Regions from separate parts of the Mus musculus genome. Here region 1 is linked to region 2. A link is a contact called in public HiChIP or PLAC-seq data. All regions are on one chromosome and are shown on one strand. The core of a region is the stretch at or near the end of the contact, and the rest is flanking DNA. Distances in the headings are between cores, read along the strand shown. Region 1 overlaps Vps41 (VPS41 HOPS complex subunit). Region 2 has its middle 100 kb from the start of Pou6f2.

Region 1 (3,521 bases), core at 822-3,321, 330 kb after region 2:
GATTTCTTCATACCCTTTTCTAGAATTATGATTACTTTGTAATATATGCTTCATATTTCTATACTACTTTCTGTGTAAATATTTATTATGTGGCTATTTATTCATATTTAAGTGGTATCATAGAAAATACTATTTTGTAGTATTTTTAATATCTTAAGTATCTTTATATTGATAATACACATATAGAGACAGATATTTATAGGTAGGTAGATAGACAGACACACTGACTGATAGTCCTGATTTTGTCCATCTCCATATTGTGCTCAGTAGTTGCCATGTTTTTAGTTTATCTGTGGTTGTCATATATAACTTTAATTGTATAGCATCAATTTCTAGGTTGCCCCTGATGTTTCCTCCCTTATACTTAGGGCCTGGTAGTAGATACACAAAACACTGAGGTAAACTGAAAGGAATTTTAAAAATTCTCTTGCCAGGAATGGTGGCACCTGCCAACAATCCTAGAGTATGATGGCAGAGGGATAGTAGACCAAGAACTCTATCTACACCAGCATTCTAGGCCGACAATAGTGAAGCTCATCTCCGCCTCACCCCAGACCTCTCTCAGCCTCTGTCCTCAGTGTAGCAGACAGCAGTAACACACATACGTCTGGTTGTTGTGCTTTCAGCGATACATGCTATAGGTGGCACTGCTTAAAGAGTTGAAGTTGAGTATATCAAGAAGAATATGTTCTCAGTGGATGAATTATCAGACCTGTGTCTTCTTCAGAATTAAGGAGTTTTGACCAGTTATATTTTATTTTAAAATAGTCAGTGGGACTTCACAATAGATTCTAATCTTTATATAGTGTCTAGCTACTGTGGAAAATGTAAAGATCCCAAATCTTAAAGCAAATGGTTCATACTTTGTGATTTGATTTACTGTTAAAAAGATAATGTCACATTATTTGCTTTGGATTAAATAAAAAAAAAAAAAGATGCTCGCTTCCAACTAAAGCAGTTGAACCTGTGATGACTCTCTTTGTCAGTGAGAAACTTAAAAGGTTCTGATTTCCCGGTTTACACAGTTAATTAGTTCCCAGTTGAAAAGCCGTCCTGAAGCTGGATTCACTAAGGCATTGTTTGCCCCGAGTCGTGGTGTTTTGGTGCCATCTTGTGGCTGAGACTTGTCATATCCTCAGTGCTCGTCTAATTTAAATAGGAATTCAGGCAGTTCAAGATATGTAGGGGATTGTTTCCAAAACGAGGGTATCTATTTAAAATAAGCATAAAAAAATACTGAGAGCGGCTTGTTTGTCACTTGGTAACACTGACAGGCAGAGAGGATGAGTGAAGGATCTTCTGTGTGACTCTGGAGACCTGAAAGCCTGTGTTTTGCTGTGTCCTCAGCTGCTGCTGTTTGAACGGACCTGGATGAACAGATGGAAGTCTTCTGTGCTACACGAAGGGGAAGGAAACATAAGGAGTGTGAAGTGGAGAGGCCATCTGATTGCTTGGGCCAACAATATGGTAAAGGCACTTGTCTGTCTCTCTAGCACTTGCACAGTGGCAGCAGATTGCCAGATGGAAAGGGCAGGACAGAGACTCGGTGGAGTTAGAATTCTGATAGGTATGGGTGATTGATACCACACCTCAGCTTAAGGAAGTCAGATCGCCTGGGTTTTCATACTACAGCAATTCCCAACACATTGTGGACTAAAATCTCTTTAGAGGAAGAAAGTGAGGCACAGAGCAACGAAGAAAATGAAAAGCCACCTTAATCATTGCAGGGCTGCTTCAGGCATGTGCTCTGGAAATGCCATTCACCCGGCGCTCATGAGCACTGAGAGAAGCAAGTTGTGACTTCCTCTTTACTCCAGGTATAATCATGGGCCTGTCATTTGAAAAGTGTATTGTACTCTCAGTATTGCACTTAAAGTTTATTTTATGTAAAGTGGGGCTTGGAGGAAGTTTAAAGAGTAGTCTTTTTCATATCTGTCATGTTTTCTGAAATTTCAACACGTAGCTGAGAAAATCAGTTGCATTTGGTCAGAAAGAGTTGACATTGTCTCAGTTCAACCCTGCTGCTGGGATTGTCCTCACAACAGCCAGTCTCCAGGCTCCTGATCAGCCAGAGGCACTTGAAGGTTCCATTGAGCACTCTGAAGGGTCACATGTTGTCTTTGAATGGATGGGTTTTCAGACCCAAAGCTTTCTGAAAAACTAAAACTCATTCTCTTTCCGAAGAATTCCTTTAGAAATGCTCGCCACCTATCAGGTTGAAAGCAAACTTGGTGTCTCTGTGCAAAACATGTTTGTGCTGGATTTGTGTTACTTACGCCCTCCACTAATAACAGCCTTTGTCCAGAAAGGAGCCTTGCAGCTTTGGTTCTCAAAGGGTTTGTATAAAGAAAGTCCATGGCCTTGTATGGCTCCTGGGCGTGCCCAGTGAACAGCGTTATGGGTTTGAGTGCGACACGTCTTGCTTTGCTCGATCCCTCTCTGAGATACAAGACACTTAATTTAATGTTGCTTTGGTTTGTAGGGTGTGAAGGTTTTTGACATCACCTCAAAGCAAAGAATCAGCAATGTGCCCCGAGATGACATAAGTCTTCGCCCAGACATGTACCCCTGCAGCCTCTGCTGGAAGGACAATGTGACACTCATTATTGGCTGGGGAACTTCCATCAAGGTCGTTTACTTGGTCTTTCTATTAAATCCAAATCATTACAGATTTATTGTACTCATGACTGGTTTCTGGCAAACCTGATATTTTCATCTGAACACTGTGGTGCTAGGATGAAGCACCACTTTATTTTACAAGTACAGACTTTAAGATGTGCTTTCCTTTTCTTTTTTTTTTTTTTTGTTTTTTGTTTTTTGTTTTTTGTTTGGTTTGGTTTGGTTTTTCGAGACAGGGTTTCTCTGTGTAGCCCTGGCTGTCCTGGAACTCACTCTATAGACCAGGCTGGCCTTGAACTCAGAAATCCACCTGCCTCTGCCTCCCGAGTACTGGGATCAAAGGCGTGCGCCACCACGCCCAGCTGTGCTTTCCTTTTCTATGATGGGCAAACTAATTGCCCTTTTCTGTTCTCAGAATGATGCTGTATTTGTTGAGTTCTGTTTTAGTTTCCCATGATCCCACCGCAGTTCCTTGGCTGTTTATGGAACGTGTGGTTGATTTTGGTGGCTTAGTCAAAGGTGTTGATCTTCATATCATCCTTTCTTTGTCTTTAGTTTTGATCGTTCGGCTCATTTGAGTTTTTCATGGCCGTGAGCTGAGGGTAAACCTAAGTCACCTGCATATTTCATAATTCAGTGGCATAGAGGCCCTGGCTCGTTGTTTATAATTCAATGGCATAGAGGCCCTGGCTCGTTGTTCATAACGTGATTGGCATTGTGAGATATTTTCCTGAGATGATTCAATAATTTCCTTAGTAAGCGAGGGGCCGGAAGGGAGAGTAGGGCTCTTATAAACTCAGAAGTTCACCGGAAAGAGAAGGCAGCTGGGGGAAGTAAAGAGGAGACAGATGTCCAGAAGCAATTAGGGAGAAAAGCAGCCAGTCCCATAGTTGTGGATCTTC
Region 2 (3,844 bases), core at 457-2,956:
AACCCAAGTTGCCATGGAAACCATACCAACAGCAGACCCTTCTTACCCTGGCCATTTTGTATACATAAAAGGAACTAAGTTTTCAAACTCTCAAATGAAATCTCCATCCTCAAAAAGGTGGTAACACTTTTTCCCTCAAATATGGCTTCCTACAAGCATGTTCAAGTCTTGCAATGATAGTTTTTATTTAAGGTGCTATCTTACTGTAGGTTTGTTTTGAAAATAAAATGTCAAGAATATTTTTTCTTGAGGATTAGGAAAATACTAAACACTGGCTATATACACTTCCTAATGAAGGTACCATGGATTTCAAGTTGCAGCTGTGGTCCACATACCTAACTTGTAGTTAAACCTTTGGTAGGACAGAAGGGTTTCCTCTGGGACAGAGAAGCTCATCAAACTAATCAAACCATATTAGCTTCTGGGGTCGAAATGACATTCTCCATTTAGGCTGAGATTTGGCTTTTTAGGGGGAAAACTAAATAGAGAAAGCAGATCCTTAATTTCTTCGAATTGTTAACATCTGCTTCAAACTCTGTGTTGGGCTGTTAACAAAGGGATAACTGTCTCTCCTGAGGTTGTGAAAGCCCGTTAGTTTTCTAAGTGGGCAAAGGGATTCCCAGTAAGTTAACATCCCTCTGTGTAAGCATATACTTATATGTATATACTTATATGTATATACTTATACATATACATCTCCATTGTGGGTGTTTAATAATTTCCTAATCTCCCTCACATACCAGCCTGATATTTTAACTTTCCCACTTGAGAAAAAGAAGTGGGGGCACTAAGAACTCAAACTCCTTTGTCTATGAAAGATCTGAGAACATTTCACTAAGGGCAAATGCTATATCCTTAATTTTGGTAAAAATTGTTCAAGACAGAAAAACCTGTGCCTGGCCTAAAAGCTGGCAAGTTCTCTTGGAGATAAAGCTAGAACTACATAGATGAATCCATCCAAATGAAGATAGCTACTGGGCAATGGGACCAATCACCAGCTAGAGAAGTGGTATTGCCTTCCAAAGGCATCTCATGTTATAACACTTCTCAACACCAATGTTATTTTAAAGATTTCAGTTATATGAAAAAGATACAGTCTCCCACATTTTAAATTTAGAATAGGATAATATATTTAACTGTCCCTTTCCCACCCTTCCACCCTCACCCATATGCTCTACATGGCACAGGTAGAGAGTCAGTCTTCTCTAGAATCTTCTAGCATCCGTTTATAGATTTCTTCCTAAATTAGCTTTGAAGAAAGCAACTGTTAATATGTCTAAAGGAGGGAGAGGCACTGTCATCGTGAGAAAAGGAGCCCCAGAAAACCCCTTTGTTCAAGAGATCTCTGAGAACTGATGCTCCTTCCTGAAAAGGCACAGACCATTCCAACTATATCAGAACTTTCATTGCCAGTTTTATCCCATTTAGTGCTAAAAAAAAAAAAAAAAAAAAAAAATCAACTACTTTCTGAAAATGGCAAATTCATTTTCATCTTAATAATTTGCATGTCCCATACTCTACAGGGACCTATGAGTGTCAATCATTTTAAACCTAGCACTGCCCTATGCAGTATCATCAAACCTTCCAGTCAGAGGTGAGAATATAGAAGCTTAAGTCATAAATTTTGCCAAGACAGCTACTAAGTGGCAAGCCAAGGTCAACCCCAAACTCGAGGCTGAGCCAGGATCAACCCCAAACTCAAGGCAAGACTCAGGATCCTTGGGCATGTGTAGCCTCCCACAAGCCTGAAGCAGGCTAAGCCAGAACTTGACCTTGCTGCCACTAAGGAGATTATCTAGGGTGGAGACTTCCTCCCTAGATCACTCTATTGTTCTGCCTTGGCCGCTGCTCCTCTTCAAGATACTGCTACCTGCTGAGAGGCCCCGGAGCTATTCAGGAGACTATGCCCTATCCTGCACGTCATCACCTGCAGCTGGTTCCAGGCTCCAAGGATGAATTGGCAGGAATGGACTTTCCCCACCTCTTTCATAAAGCGTGTCCGCCATTAAAAATTTGAACCTTGATCAGATTAGTTGTCTTTGTTCCATCTTTCCCTCGTCACCTAGTTTCCCTCTCTTTCAGTTCCAATATGCCTTCCAGGCTCGAACCCGGACACGCCAACAGGCATGTGTTAAGTAGTATGCGACATGAATTTATGAAAGAGAACAGACATATGAAAATCAGCTCACAAAATAAAGTTTTAGATTATTCTCCCTTTGGACACAACTAAAAACTGTACAAAGGCAGAGTTTTGTTTTTATGCCTCAAACACAATGGCAAAAACACTACCATTGAAATTTGCTGTGAGTCACATAATCATTCTTTTTTTCCTTTGACAATATTTTTGGAATAGTTACTCCTCAATGAAAGCCTCAATATGAAATATGACTTCTGACCAATTACAAACTTCTAAAATATATAACTTTGAAGATGAATACTTTTTAAAGAAATACCAGAAACATAGATGAAAAAGACAATGTCAGAGTGGGCTGCTGAGTGGGGGCTGTTTAAGGATGGTTTGCACACTAATGCCTGTCCTAATGTAAAACTATGCTACTCTTACTGTGTGCAGCATTCTCTGCAGTCTCTCCATCATCCACCACACACCTGCCATAGAGAAGGTACTCAGTACATATTTATTGAGTTGATCAATTCACAGTTGAATGTATGAACTGTAAAGTGCAAAGTAGAAATAGAACCATATAATGAATAGAACAAATATGGTAGAATCATGTCTTCGCTTCTATCACATACTGTAATGACACTGTGACATACTTACACAACACACACACACACACACACACACACACAGATTTACTTTGCTTTGATGTAAGCCTGTGGTATAGAAGAAGAAAGCTAGTCTCAAAACGACAACAGCAAAGAAGAGAAATATCAGAGAGGTGATGAAAATTCCTAGGAAAAGTAATTTCAAAGATTCAATATAGAAACGATCCCAGGATCTGGTGGTTTTATTTTCATCAATTGTTTTATTTCGAGAAGAAAGTCTGGTTCTTCTAACTTCTTAAGTGTGTCCCCACCAACATCCAAAATAAAAACAAACAAAAAGCCCAGATTGCTTCTCTGTATGGAGATGTGACTCTCAGAGAGCAAAAGATTTGACTTATTTTGGTAGAGAATAATCATGATAATAGGTCCTCTAGAATTTCCTTAGCACTGTTCCTGGAAAGGATGGCATGGAATGGAAAGTGTGACGCTTTATCATTTCAGAGCATAAAACGATTACAACGCCTTGCTAATCATTGCAGATAGCCTTGTAATTAAATTTATACTGAAAATGTCATCAGCTATTATCCATATATTAGATATATAAAATCAAAGTGTTTACAAACAATTTGACAAAAGTATTTCTTTTGGCTGTTAACCATGGGCCTGCTGTTCTCTTTGTATGTTGTTTGCAGTATTCCATGGTGAATGAGCTAATTGGAAATATTATGAAGTTAAAAGCATTAAATTGTTTTTATGTTCACTTGTTAAATGTTCAAGCGGCATATTAAGGCAATTTCAGCTTTCAGTTATCTACTTTTAAATTTTTAGTGATCTTTTTCTCCCTCAGGCTGCAAAAAGTGTCTGACCAAGTAACTGACATAGCTTCCCAGCACCTTCCATGAGCGTGCAATTTTAATGCCTTCTAATCATACAAATCAATATGAGATTTTTGTACTTGTGATGACCTTCCTGGAATTATCCCCCCATTTTGGCTGAATCCAAGTGAGTGGAGGCTATTTGATAAAAAAAAATAAAAAATAAAAAAACCCTAAGAGTGTGAAATACGAGCCCTTGCTTCTTCCGCCAGACTCCTCTTGACAGAAAGATGATAGAAGCG

The links. HiChIP or PLAC-seq counts read pairs in DNA pulled down with a chosen protein or histone mark.
Region 1: an H3K27ac HiChIP or PLAC-seq map of embryonic stem cells shows a contact between it and region 2, with 2.4 times the contacts expected there. The contact joins two enhancer-like sites. A contact is called at or near these places in 3 of 484 Hi-C or Micro-C datasets (cerebral cortex and neurons) and 2 of 115 datasets of contacts at active chromatin or transcription factors (both in embryonic stem cells).

Annotation. Positions count from the first base shown.
Region 1 is chr13:18,809,085-18,812,605 of GRCm38.p6, forward strand. It overlaps Vps41 (VPS41 HOPS complex subunit), which reads left to right. Exons shown (of 29, transcript NM_172120.4): 8 at 1,348-1,467; 9 at 2,483-2,629. Among named protein-coding and RNA genes, the nearest start is that of Vps41, 94 kb to the left of the region's middle. Within about 2 kb of position 2,072, at least 27 of the 459 cell types and tissues checked have an H3K27ac peak or open chromatin away from gene starts, as enhancers often do. A contact at or near this core is called in embryonic stem cells, where this site is marked.
Region 2 is chr13:18,484,200-18,488,043 of GRCm38.p6, forward strand. No RefSeq gene overlaps it. Among named protein-coding and RNA genes, the nearest start is that of Pou6f2, 100 kb to the left of the region's middle. Within about 2 kb of position 1,707, at least 10 of the 459 cell types and tissues checked have an H3K27ac peak or open chromatin away from gene starts, as enhancers often do. A contact at or near this core is called in embryonic stem cells, where this site is marked.